Regions from separate parts of the Pan troglodytes genome. Here region 1 is linked to region 2. The links are chromatin contacts, called in public HiChIP or PLAC-seq maps. All regions are on one chromosome and are shown on one strand. Each heading gives the region's core, a stretch centred on a gene start, on an enhancer-like site or on the middle of the called end of the contact. The rest is flanking DNA. Distances are from core to core; before and after follow the strand shown. Region 1 holds the start of ARMC12 (armadillo repeat containing 12). Region 2 holds the start of RPL10A (ribosomal protein L10a).

What was found. HiChIP or PLAC-seq counts read pairs in DNA pulled down with a chosen protein or histone mark.
Region 1: a contact with region 2 is called in an H3K4me3 HiChIP or PLAC-seq map of stem cell-derived excitatory neurons, with 14 times the contacts expected there. The contact joins the promoter of ARMC12 here to the promoter of RPL10A in region 2. A contact is called at or near these places in 1 of 7 Hi-C or Micro-C datasets (stem cell-derived neural progenitor cells) and 1 of 1 datasets of contacts at active chromatin or transcription factors (stem cell-derived excitatory neurons).

The regions. Positions count from the first base shown.
Region 1 is chr5:41,608,694-41,615,579 of NHGRI_mPanTro3-v2.0_pri, reverse strand. It overlaps ARMC12 (armadillo repeat containing 12), which reads right to left and starts at 3,815. Exons shown (of 7, transcript XM_016955338.4): 1 at 3,533-3,815; 2 at 3,471-3,530; 3 at 2,651-2,796; 4 at 2,305-2,439. The coding sequence starts at 3,713. LOC134810295 (a long non-coding RNA gene) reads left to right here and starts at 3,850. Exons shown (of 4, transcript XR_010157986.1): 1 at 3,850-3,981; 2 at 4,944-5,045; 3 at 5,653-5,723; 4 at 6,774-6,886.
Region 2 is chr5:41,336,359-41,343,362 of NHGRI_mPanTro3-v2.0_pri, reverse strand. RPL10A (ribosomal protein L10a) reads right to left here and starts at 2,954. Exons shown (of 6, transcript XM_009451114.4): 1 at 2,847-2,954; 2 at 2,388-2,462; 3 at 2,234-2,314; 4 at 1,732-1,880; 5 at 915-1,087; 6 at 486-686. The coding sequence starts at 2,851. The coding sequence ends at 516. FANCE (FA complementation group E) reads right to left here. Exons shown (of 9, transcript XM_016955324.4): 9 at 4,177-5,035.

The DNA of each region.
Region 1 (6,886 bases), core at 2,566-5,065, 270 kb before region 2:
ACCATCTACTTCCATGTACATGAAGCTTAAAAACATACCAGACTATATTTTACCTCTTTATTATCTGCTATGCCCTGCTAGAATATGCAAGGATACATACATATATGGTAAAACTACAAAGAAAATTTGGAACTGCTAAACAAAATGCAGGGCAATGACTGCCTCTGGTGGGGGAGGAAGCCAAGATGTGGGAGGGGGCTGTGCTCTATTTCTTGGCCTGGGCATGTTCTGTTTTATTGTTATTCCTTCTAACTTACACATATACAATATTTGCAAGTTTTACATATTTTATTTGTTTTTAATTTGGGAGAGATAGACTATTTGCCAGGGAGAGATGTGGAGGTCAAGGGAGAGGCTTTTTTGGTTTTGCTTTGTAAGATGGGAGGGGTTGGAGCCTACTGCATGCTGACAGGGAGCGGAGCGTAAGCAATCAGAGAGGCCCTTAAGGAAGGGGTGGGAGGCAGGATTGAGACTATCACTGGCCACAGACCAGGAGAAAGCCATTTTTTCATGGCAGCAGCAGGAAAGCAGGGAGGATGGGTGTGGATACTGTAAGTTTGGGGGTATGATAGCAGGGAAAGGGGGAAGTGACATGTGGTGTTTTACATTTTGTCTATGGAGTAATGGAGAAGTTATCCGTGGCCATGACACCAACTTCTGATTAACACAGGCCCAGGGGATAGAGTATAAAAAATACATCTGATCTTTGTCCCTAGTTCCAGGAACAGAGCTCCTGAAACCTTTGGAATTTCCTGAGTGACAGCAGTGTCCTTTGTTACTGCAAACCAACCCTTTTTGGTCACAACAGAGCTTATGCTAATGAAGTGACTCCAGGCAGGGCCCTTGGATAGCTTCTGGTTACCAGAAAGACCAAAGCATGATTAGAAGGTTGGGATTTTCAGCTTCGCTCCCAACTTCTGGGGAGGGGTGAGCAGCTGGACATGATTTAATTCATCAAGACTACATAATAAAAACCTCTGACCAATGGGGTTCAAAGAGCTTCCTGGTTGCTGAACGTGTGGAGGTGCTGGGAACAGCAGGGCACTCCTGAAGTGGGCTTGTGGCAGGCCTCCATAACAACTGTTTCAGTACTGACTGCGTGGTTAAGTTAAATGTTAAAAGCCAGTGCCCTTATACAAAGGCTGGAATGTAACAAAAGCCCACCAGGAGTTTTGCCTAGGCCTTTCCTGGGCCTTAAAGCATGACAAAATTACGAAGGAATTCTTAATGGGACCCGTTTAGGATTAAACAAGTTTTACCGTGGGTCTGAAGAAACGCCACAGGTCTCCACAAACAAGTTTATTGGGGATCTGAAGGAATTCCTCAAAACTCCTTGATTTAGCAGGAGACAAAATAAGGGTAATCACCCCAGCACCTGGACCCATTTAGATTAAGTAAATTTACTGAGGCTCCAGTGGAAGGTCTTCGGGACTCAGACCTTAGTTATAAATTAAAAGAAGTTAATCACTTACGTCTTTAGATGAATGCACATTTACACATAGACATATAGCTTAGAAGGTATATAAGTTCTGAAAAACTTTGTAATTTTGAGTTGGTCCAGCGATAATTTCCAGGCCTTCTCCCTGTAACCGGTTACAGAAATAAAAACTCTCTTCCTCCCCAGTTCATCTGCATCTCGTTATTGGGCCACGAGCAATAGCAGCCCAACCCTCAGTTTGGTCCAGGAACAGGCCTGGAAGCTCCGCGCCCTGACACCCTGCCCTATGTGTCTCCTCCATTTAGCTGTTCCTGAGTTGTGTCCTTTATAAAAAAACCAGTAATAGTAAGTAAAGTCCTTTCCTGAGTTCTGGGAGCCATTCTAGCAAATTACTAAATCTAAAAAGGGAGTTGTGGGAACCCCCGAATTCATAGCGGGCCAATCAGAAGTCAGACCTATGATTGGTACCTGAAGTTGGGGGGAAGTCTTGGGGGACTCAGCCCTTAACCTGTGAAGTCTGCCCTAACTATGGATAGTGTCTGAACTGAATTGAATTGTTGAACACCCAGCCAGTGTTGGGAATTGGTGTCAGAAAAAACGTGGCAGTGGTAGGGAGCTTGTGGGGTAGTGGGGGTCCTTCTATTTGGGGTTGAGAGATACCACTAGTGCCTCAATTGAGTTTCATCCTGAAATTCAAAGGCCTTCATGACCCTGCTGGGAATCTGACCACCGTTTTCCCACTTATTTCTGGGTCACAAATTCACACCCAAACAAACTTCTGGAACATGACCATTTATCCTATGGTAATTAAAGGACTTAAGGACTATAGACATCCTGCATGCCCCACCACGCATCCCTGGGCTCACCTGGATTTTGAGCCTGAATTTTCTGATGCCAGAGAAAGCTTTAAGTGTATTCAGAGCTTGGGTTTTGACACTGTTGTCCTTGTCATCCAGCATGTAGCCCAGCAACACGATGTCATCCGTAGTACAAGCAGAGGCCTGGAGTATTGGGGAGAGATGGAAGAGGCAGGAGAAGCGGGTGTTCTGGGCCCACTGCCCCCCATGTCACCAAGATCCCTCCGCACACCCCTCCCGCTATCAGCCAGAGAGAGGTCCCAGGATATAGTCTGGCCATTCCAGGGGCAGGGATCGGCCGTAACCCCCAGGGGCCAGGCCGGCTAGGGGGGACCTCCTGCTTCCCTTCCCTCACCTCAGCCTCCAGCAAGTACACACAGCGAGTGATACTGTGCAGGATCATGCTCTTGGCGTACTCATCCTGTTTGCACTCCAAAGAGTTGAGGAGCCTCCGGAGCTCACCTGAGTCCCGCCCGTGCCGCTCTCGCTCGACTGCCAGGCCTAGACAGCCACCGCAGCCCAGTTCAGGCTGTGGACTCAGAAGTGATGAAAGAATGGGGTTGGGAAGTAGGGGACAGGGACTTGGGGACAAGGCTGCCTTGCCTTTTCGGAGAAGCCTTCTCACCATATGCAGGACCACCATGTACAGTTGAACGAATGTTTACTGCACAAGGGCACCCTATCTAATGTTGTATTGTCCATAACATACCATCATAGATTTGTCCATTTACTCTAACAACTGTCTGGCATATGGCGGTAACAAGTAGTATTTCATCATAACCAGTATGTGGCAATGATATTCCAGCAGATGGCAATAAAGAGTCTTGCAGAAGGGGCTCATTTTCCTACTCTGCACAAAAGAACATGTGGACTAGTGGAAGCTCTGGGCATATAGTAAGTCCTCCAATTTTCCCTTTCCTTAAAGCCTCACGTTCCTGGGGCAGAAAAGGGATGGGGGGAGCTGCCGACACCAAGTTTCCAAGAAGTGGAATCCTGGGAGCCAGAGGAAATGTAGTATTTGGAGACCTGCCAGATGAGTCTGAGGATCCACTTGAGTGAGATCCAGGGACCCTGAGCTAGCATCTCTGGCAGGGCCTTGCCTAGGATGCTGCAGGGTGGGCTTGAGGAAGATGGACAAGAGAAAGACAAAGGAAAGAGGAACTTGGAGGCATCACCTTTGGGCCCTCCCACAGCAGAGGCCTCGGGAGGAGGTGCCTCCTGGGGCAGAGCCCTCTCCCAGGGCCCGGACACTCACGGGCAATGCAGATGGGTGAGTTGCTACAGAGGGGTGGTTTGCATTTTATGCCGGCCTTGATGGCCTTGTAGAGCAGGTAGATCGCCCCGGCACCTGTGGCCAGGCTGACTACACTTTTGCGGATGTCCAGTTGCCCCAGGTATTGGGGGATGCTCTTGCCCATGTCTTCAGTGTTGCCCTGGGCCCAGGTGAGAGCTAGGCCCAAGGCACCTGTGGGGGGCCTTCCGGAACCAGAACTCTGGCAGGGTCAGGAACCAGGGTACCAGAATTGGAACCTAGGCAACAAAGGAAACTGGGGAGATAATGGGATGGAGGGCAGTGGTCAGGAAATGGGGCAGCCAGGAGTGCTTGAGAACAGATGGGGCCAGGCACCATGGCCCACACTTGTAATCCCAGCACTTTGGGAGGCCAAGGCAGGCAGATCACTTGAGGTCAGGAGTTCGAGACCAGCCTGGCCAATATGGTGAAACCTTGTCTCTACTAAAAATACAAAAAAATTAGCCAGGCATTGTGGCGCACACATGTAATCCCAGCTACTCAGGGGACTGAGGCAGGAGAATCGCTTGAGCCTGGGAGGTTGAGGTTGCAGTGAGCTGACACGCCACTGTACTCCAACCTAAGCGACAGAGCAAGACTCCATTTCAAAAAAAAAAAGAGAAGGTTCTGCTTTAGAGACCACAGGAGATGAAGCATAAGACAGAAGGGGAATAAATGGGGAGAGGGCAGAAGTGTCCTTCACATCCCCTCTTCTTTAAGGGGGGACCCCAGCAGGTAGCTCCAGAGGCTGCCTTTCCACCATTAGAGGGCAGCAGAGGTCCATTTCCGGGCTGGGACCTTAGGGCATTTCTGGGAGAGGTGTTTGGGGTATGCCCATTGACAACCCTGTTGCTTTTCTTTCCGGGCCCTCCCATCTGTGATCTCTCCACCCTAGATCTACCCCTGGGCCTTGGGGTGTTTCTTCAGGTAGGGTTCCCTCCCCGCATCAGAGGATGAAAAGGAGGGGAGTATCTTAGAAAGCATGCACAGACTCTTGAGGCAAATCCACCCTTTTCCAGCATCTGCATGTTGCCCTGAAGTTTACCTGTTTGACAAAAAGCTCTTGAGGACAGCTACCTTTGCATCTCCAGCATAGAATCTTGTACTTAGCAGGTGGTTTAAGTCATGTTCTGCCATTCTTTAAGGACTTGGCGGCAGAACAATGACAGCATGTAGTAACTGGGGCTCCAGACCCTTCTAACCAGAGTGACCTTGGAGGAGAAAGGGATCGCCTTTGCCTTAGTCTGTTTCTGCATTTGTAACCTAAAGGGATTCGGATTTACCATTCTAAAACTCCAGGATTAAAATGTGGGTAAGTCTGTGCCTTTCAGCTAAATTTGGAAGTATCACCTCTCAGCCTCCCCAGGGATATGAGGCTCTGGAGTCAGAAGATGCCACCACCCCAGAGGATGTGAGCCCACCTGTGGAGGTCTTGATCCCAACCACTAGGATGGGGCAGGTGAGACCAGACCCTTCCCTCTTCCCCACCAGGGTCTCCCCACAGCTTCTGTCCCCACTCTGTTGCAGAACAGGCAAGTGGCCAGCTCCAAACTAGGGCCACGCCCACAGCCAGTGCTGAGCATGCTGCACCAGAACAGGTGTTCACCTACCTGGCCCTGATCCCTTTTTGGGAGAACTGGGACAGAAGGCTCTGGGTCCTGGGCTGCACCCAGGATGGAAGGAGGTAGGGAAACAGCATCTCCAATGATGCTGCGGCCAGCCAGGCCTGCCCACTCAGAGCCTTGGCCCAGTACACCCTAGGCAGCAGGCAGGGAACAAGCAACACTCCTGGGTGGCCATTCTATTCCTGTCCTCAGCCCTCCTCAAGGGTCATCATTCCTGGCACTCTATTTAGCCCCACGGTGGGTGACTACATGAACTCCCTGTGGTGAGGGGTGAGTAGCCCATGGAAGCCTCCCCACTACCATGCAACCCCATCGCATCTCCGCTGAACTCCGAGCAGAAAACGGCTGCCTGATGGGAACTGTCATTTAGGTTCCCAGGCTACTTTGGTGGATCTGAGAATAAATCCCTCAAGACAAGGTCCTTGCTCTGCCCTTCTCCAGGGTGGAACCCAGAGTTACTGGCCCCTCCATCCCACGGAGCTGCTTCTGCAACCCTCACTTCCTAAGCACAGGTAAGGCTCACCTGTTCTTTAAAGACCTCCAAAAAATGTTCTTTCTTGGCTGCAACCTAACTCCCTCCTGCCACACCTAAGGCCCATTTCTTCTGGTTCTGCCTTCAAATGATTCAGAGAGATTAGAGGCAGAGTCATTCCTAGAGTGACATTTTTACTAGTCCACAGTACAACAAAAAAATTAAAGACAAAGGAATGTCTATGTGTTGGCATAAAGTCCATTGACCATCTTTTCTTGGGAATAATTGTTTTCTTTCTTTTTTTTTTCTTTTTTTTGAGACAGGTTCTCACTCTGTCACCCAGGTTGGAGCGCAGTGGTGCGATGTTGGCTCACCGCAATCTCTGCCTCCCAGACTCAAGCAATCCTCTCGCCTCAGCCTCCCAAGTAGCTGGGACTACAGGCATGCGCCACCACACCAGGCTAATTTTTTGTATTTTTGGTAGAGACAGGGTTTTGCCATGTTGCCCAGTCTGGTCTCGAACACCTGAGCTCATGATCCGCCTGCCTCGGCCTCCCAAAGGGCTGGAATTATAGGCACGAGCCACCGCGCCTGGCTGGAACTAACAGATTCAGATGATGTCACTCCTATTTTGAGAATTAAAATGTATTTTCTTAGGTCAGGCGTGGTAGCTCACACTTGCAGTCTCAGCACTTTGGGAGGCTGAGGCAAGTGGATTGCTTGAGCCCAGGAGTTCGAGCCTGGCCTGGGCTGAAGCAAACCCCCCCAACCCCCAATAAAAAATACAAAAATTAGCTCAGCATGGTGGTGCGTGCCTGTAGTCCCAGCTATTCTGGAGGCTGAGGCGGTAGGATTGCCTGAACCTGGGAGGCAGAGGTTGCAGTGAGCCGAGATCATGCCACTGCACTCCAGCCTGGGTGACAGAGCCAGACCCTGTCTCAAAGAAACAGAAGTATTTTCTTTAATGATGGTGATAATAGATCGTAGGTATGTTCTCCATGCCCTTAGGGAGCGTAAATTTAAAGCTGCAACTCTTTATGGGAACCTGGCTTTCACTTGTTTTCTGGCTTTGTTTTTCTGTCAAATCCAGAAATCTGGAACCACTGGTTAAAAAGAAGTCTGAGAGCCAAAATACACACAGCCAGCTGTGAGTTACTACCTGCCTTACCCAGGAAAAGGACATGAGCTGCCCAAGCACACACC
Region 2 (7,004 bases), core at 1,705-4,204:
TCACACCTGTAATCCCAGCACTTTGAGAGGCCGAGGCAGAATTGCTTGAACTGGGACCCACAGATTGAGATCGCACCATTGCGCTCCAGCCTGGGCTACAAACTCCATTTAAAAAAAAAAACAAGGTACATTAATTATACTTTTGTACTGGTTTGCTGTGCCTTGTTTTCCTTAACATTTACTCACTACTAACCCAAAGCATAGGATACTCCACATTTGGTCTTCTTAACACAGAAATGCTGACTAAAATCCTTATTTTAAATTTACATGGACCAATCCTGTCAAAAAGCTTCAATGCCGTTAGGAACCCTATCACATATGCAAGACTGCCTAATTTTGATGGCAGAAAAACATCCTCTTCCCTATAGTACCCAACTATCCATCATCAAAGTGACAAACTACACAACTAGCCATCAGCAGTACCAAGGCCCTCACTTGTCAGCTGACAAACCACCCCCCACCCTCAATCACAGGCAGACAGAGGGAACTGGTAATAGAATTTATTCAAATGTGCCTTAATATAGGCGCTGGGGCTTGCCCATGGTGCTCTTGATATATAAGGCCCGGACATTCTGCCAGTTTTTCTTGAGCAATGACACCAAGAAGTTGACAGCCAGGTGAATGTTATACACAAGCTCATCGTCTGTCATCTTCACGTGACCAACAGCTACAGCCAGACATAACACCTGGGAGGAGGGAAGAGAGGATCAAGTCAGGTTGGTGGACGAATAGCAGATGGCCTGTCCTTCCTCCCCCAGTGGCCTGGTGAGCAGGTACTTGGACCCGGGCCAAGACCAGGGTTACTCCAAAAGTTTCAATCCTGGTGGGTGCTCTTACTGGCATATTTAGAGACTTGGATAAGATTTAGATCCTGCCAACACCTTCACCCATAGCAACCCGCCAGACCCACTCACCTTCTTCATTTGGAACTTGATTGTGGACTTCACCTCATCCACTTTGGCCACCATGTTTTCGTTGTGTGTGAGCAGGGAAGGGAACTTTCCTGCCTTATTTAAACCTGGGCCGAGGATTCGTGGAATCTGCTTGATCAAAGACTCTGAGGCCAAAAACGCATCATACTTCTTGGCTGATAGAGAGAGGAAGCCATTGGCATTGCTTAGGACCTGGTCACCAAGGCACACCTCAAATGTGGCAGGCCAGAAACGCTTGAATCAATCATGTAAGTGACCTCCAAGCAGCACCCTCTCTACCCTGCCTCAGTCTTTTCCCTAGCCCAAACGGTTTCCAGAAAGTCCTCTGGACCTTCACTGGTCCCAAAACATGCTCTGAGAAAACCAGGCTGACCCATGATCCATGGCATAACCGCTGTACAACGGATGCTCTGGTCAAGACTGCCTGGGCTCGAATTCTGCCTATTTCTTAGCTGTGGACCCTGGACACGTGACAACTGGGAATGTCTGCTTCCTACCTGTAAAAGCAGTCTAATGCCACTGCCTAAACAACGCAGCGTAAAGATTTCCAAATCATAGTTCACCAGCACCTGGCTGGTCAACTTACAATGCCTGGCCTCCCTCATCAACTGGAATCCTCATAGCAATACAAACATCAAACCACCCCAAAGCTAAAACAGCACTCAGGCAAGCTAGGCAACCACCGCCGATCCTTTGCTATTCTAGGCCCCTCATCATTTAAAAATCGAAAATGGCAGAAAAGCCTTTCTACCGCCCCCACCACACATCTCACATGCAAAACCACAGCGGCCGGACTCACCCAGCTTCTTGACCAGTTTTTTATTCTTGTTGAGTTTTTTCAGCGCCTCGATGTCCATGTGGGGGATATCCACGGCCTTAGCCTCGTCACAGTGCTGCTGGTCCCCCAGGACACACACAGAGAACTTAGGGCGGGGAGTGGACTTAAGCCTGCGTTTTGGGGGACAGCACCAACAGGTTACGCCTAGCCCTGGGTCCCAAGGGCCGGTGAAGGGTCTGGGACCGCAGCAGCCACCGAGCCTTACCCGGAGCGTTCACATTCACCAGCAGCCAGCCTGGCTTCTCAGGCTGGCCGGCGGGCTCGGCCGAGGCCTACCCACGCCTCCCCTCATGTTTTAAGACCCAGGGTGGGGGTCCGTCCAGCCGCGCCTGCCCGGAGCAGGGGGTCTGAACTACCCTAGCACATCAGTACCGACGTGCCCGCCTCCGGCTCAGCGGGAGCCTGCAGAGGAGGGGCAAGCACGGGGGCACTGAGGGCTGGGTGGGATCAGAACGGTGCCAACCTGACGGTGCCCGAGAAGCGCTTGTCCTTCTGGGGGTCATAGTTCTTCAAGCTGATCTGCAACTCCACCGTCTCCAGGAACCTTCGAGAGAGGAGGGGGGTTAAGCACCCGCCGGCCCTCGCCACCCGCGCCGTGCCCCAGGGTCGGCACTCACTTGCGGCGCTTGCGCTGGTTCCCGTGCAGGACTTCCCGCACCGCCTCGTACAGGGTGTCGCGAGAGACTTTGCTGCTGCGGGAGAGAAGCGACAGGGCGCTCAGGGCCGCGGAGTCCACACGCTCGGACTGCCTGGAAGCCTCCGAGGCTCTAGGCTTCGAGACGGGCGGGCGGCCCACGGCGGACTCCCCCGTAGATTCCGGACACCAAGTGGAGCGACGGGAGCTCAGACCCAGACCCAAGCCCCGGTGGAAGAGGGAGGCTCTCAGTGATCGGACCTGGTAGAAAGGGCGACCCGCAGGCCTACCCGCCTTGAGAAATGCCCCGCGGCGAAGGTGGCGCAAGGGTCCGCGGCGAAGGTGGCGCAAGGGTCCGCAGCGCGGCCTACAGGATCCGAACCCTCGGCGGGGCACCTGAAGGCGCGGATGAACGCGGATAGGGCTTTCAGGACCAACTCACCTCATGGCTTCTCACGCCGCGCTAACCGGAAAAGAGACTAGCATGTCTTGCGCATGCGCTCAAATAGTGGCCCTGATCTCGCGATAATGCTTTGCTCCTCTGTCCTACCCGCAGAGCGGTTGGGTGGGCCAACCCCGAGAAGCGCGGCCTTCTCTGGCCGCTGGGGGGCGTCGCTGGGCCGCTAGGCCGGCGCGGTAACCCACAGAGTTGTCGCAGTCCTGAGCGCCCCGCGGTCCCCCGGTAATGTGCCGATTCGCGCCCGCTGCTGCTGGACCCCTAGGGAAGCGGCTGGGTTCGGGGCTCGAGCTTCGGTAGTCACACGTACTGGTACAGCCCAGTGATGTTCACTGACAACGTGGATTCCGGCACGCTTGTCCCTCAAACCCCTCTCCCCTCGCGCCCTCCGCACCAGCTTATGTTCTCAAAAGGAAGCCTGGCCCGACCTCCCTCCCTCAGCACCTTGCTCTAACGTGGACTCGTGGTAAGGGAAGTGTCCGGAAAAGTTCTGTTCCTGTCCTTTCAACGCCTGCAGAGGGGTAGAGCTGGGAAAGTCCTTAAGTGAACTTTCACTTGATAGTTAATTTGATAACATCTACGTTTTAAGTGTGACTGCTATGAATAAGGCGTCTAGCCAGGTGCTACAGGAATACAAGGATGTAAAACAGGCACACAGCACTGCACACCCATAAGGTGTCTTCTCTGCTCTTTCCTCTGTCCAATGGGTCTCATCCTCTTAGCCACAGTAACCCCCAGAGCCCTTCAGATCTCTCCTCGGATTCATCTGCCCAAAACCCTTCCCGAACTCCAGACTGAGTCACTCCCACCTTTAAGATGCCCATTCTCACCTACCCCCCTGCCTGGTGGGGGCAGCTCCTATAGGATGGGGTGGGTGGTATTACACATTATTTGGCCCTCAGAGGGTGAATAAGATACCCTACACCCTTCCCCTCACCAGGAAAAAGATGTTCCTTGTCATTGAGCAGGGAGGTGGAGGGGGTGCGGATGGGCTCAATACCCAGAATTCATGGGAAGGAAGGTACTGCTTCTAATAAGACATTGGCCAGGCGTGGTGGCTCACGCCTGTAATCCCAGCACTTTGGGAGGCAGGCGGATCACCTGAGGTCAGGAGTTTGAGACCAGCCTCGTCTCTACTAAAAATACAAAAATGAGTGGGTCATGATGGCATGCGCCTGTAATCCCAGCTACTCAAGAGGCTGAGGCAGGAGAATCGCTTGAACTGGGGAGGCAGAGGTTGCAGTGAGCCGAGATCATGCCATTGCATTCCAGCCTGGGCGACAGTGCGAGACTCCGACTCAAAAAGAAAAAGACATTATTGAACATGCTTTTATTCAACACCATTGATAAATTATTCAAGTCAGAAACAAAAACACAGAAGGTCATAATATACATGAGCACAGGAGCTTCATCTGAGCCCACTGGTACCCCAGACCTCCTGGAGCATCCCATGTCCACTCTGGGTCGGCTTGATCCTACTGAGCCCTATCGGAAAGTTTGTCCCTGCAGCCTGAGAATTGATGAGGAGTGTGCCTGGGGCCAGCAGCCTTTGGAAATATAGCTCTGGCCTGGTGTGGTGACTCACACCTGTAAATCTCAACACTTTGGGTGCCAAGGCAGGAAGATCACTTGAGCTCAGGAGTTCAAGACCAGCCCTGACCAGCATATTATCTACAAAATAAAAAATTAGCTGGGCATAGTGTCATGTGCATGTAGTCCCAGCTACTTGGGAGGCTGACATGGGAGGATCGAGCCTGGGAGGCAGAGGTTACAGTGAGCCATGATCAATCACACCACTGCACTCCAGCCTGGATGACAGAGCAATACCTTCTCTCAAAAACAAAAGAAATGAAAAAGAAAATATAGCTGAGCTCCCTTAGCCCAGGAGCCTCCCTGCTGGCTGGGAAGCCAATATGCCCTATGCAGCCTGTAACAGGGAGGCAGTTGCAATCTGGGATGGCCAGGCTCAGCCTTTATCCTCAGGCTAGGGCTCAAGACAAGGTGGTGAAGAAAGAAATGCCCTTCAGGAAGCTGGTGATGGAGCACCAAGAGGGTGGTCCCTTGGTGGATGGTCAGGGGCCCAAATGTTTCAAGGCGGCCTTCAGGGACTTCCTCAGGAAGGTGGTGTTAGGTTCTAGGGCCATAGCCAGGCCCAGCCTCTGGGTCTCAGTGATCTGGGGAGAAGGAAAAATCATGTCAGGACTCCAGCAACTGACCCTTCCCGTCTCCCCACTACCCCAGGGGCTCTATTGAGGAGAGAGGAGGCCAGGAGGATGGAAAGAGGAGGAGACTCCTGAGCAATCTAATCTCATTATTTCACCATGGTTAACGAGGTAGACCTGGAGCCAAATACTAGCTGCACAATTTACTAAGCTGGCCACATTAGTAACAGTTGACAATCATTGTGTGTTTACTATGTGGCAGCACTTTATATGCATCAATCCATACACAAACATACATATACATCATATATATGCATTGCTGTATATAATCCTCAAGACCCTCCCATTTTACAGAGGAGAAAACTGAGGTTCACAGACACTCTACTGTGACAGCTACCTTCCTTTTGGATCACACTTTCTCTTTCTGCCCTGTTGCTACAACCTCCTGACAGGTCTCAGGCCCTGTATCTTCACCCTCCAATCCCACTCCTCACAGAAGCCAGATGCTTCTTAATAGTACAGATCTGATGAAGTTACTCCCAGGTTGAAGGCCCTTGAATGACTCCTGATGCCTCACATTGGAGGTCCTTCTGCCTGGATCTCCAGAGGATTCAGGAGCTCCCCTGAAACTGTGCAACAGAAGCATGTTCATACTTCCATCTTTCTGGGAGGGTCTACATCAAATCATCAAATGGGCCTGTAACACCCCCGACATAAGGGTACAAAGGCAATAGCCCAGAATACCTGACTTTCAAGATAAAGTTAAAAATAAAGCTCCTGGCTGGGCACCATGGTTCATGCCTGTAATCCCAGCACTTTGGGAGGCCGAGGCAGGTGGATCATGTGAGGTCAGGCATTGGAGACCAGCCTGGCCAACATATTGTGAAACCCCATCTCTACTAAAAAATACAAAAACTAGCTGGGCGTGGTGGCGCACACCCGTATTCCCAGCTACTTGGGAAGCTGAGGCAGGGGAATCACTTGAACCCAGGAGGCGGAGGTTGCAGTGAGCCAAGATCGCGCCACTGCACTCCAGCCTGGGCAACAGACCAAGACTCTGTCTCTCAAAACATACATACATACATACATATATAGAGCTCCTCACCATGACGTACAGAAAAAATGCTACTAGTCCTGGCAGTGTGACCTTGGGCAAGTTACTTTAACCTGTGTGAGTCTCAATTTTCTGATCTATGAAACGGAATAATAAGAATATCTCTCAGGCCAGGCGCGGTGGCTCACACCTGTAATCCCAGCACTTTGGGAGGCTGAGGAGGGTGGATCACAAGGTCAGGAGATCGAGACCATCCTGGCTAACACAGTGAAACCCCGTCTCTACTAAAAATACAAAAAAAATTAGCCATGCGTGCTGGCAGGCGCCTGTAGTCCCAGCTACTCGGGAGGCTGAGGCAGGAGAATGGCGTGAACCCAGGAGGCGGAGCTTGCAGTGAGCCGAGATCGCACCACTGCACTCCAGCCTGGGCGACAGAGCGAGACTCCATCTCAAAAAAAAAAAAAAAAAAAAAGAATATCTCTCACAGGGCTGACACATGGAATAAACTAGCAAGTTCATATATGTAAAGGGCTTAGAGCCACGCCTGAGGCTGGGTGTGGTGGCTCAAGCCTGTAATCCCAGCACTTTGGGAGGCCAAGGTGGGAGGATCGCTTGAGCCTAGGAGTTTGAGGCCAGCCTGGGCAACATAAGAAGACCCTGTCTCGGCCGGGCACGGTGGCTCACACCTGTAATCCCAGCACTTTGGGAGGCCAAGACAGGAGGATCGCTTGAGCCTAGGAATTTGAGGCCAGCCTGGGCAACATAAGAAGACCCTGTCTCAGCTGGGCATGGTGGCTCACACCTGTAATCCCAGCACTTTGGGAGGCCAAGGCGGACAGATCACAAGGTCAGGATATCGAGACCATCCTGGCTAACAGGGTGAAACCCCATCTCTACTAAAAATACAAAAAATTAGCCGGGCGTGGT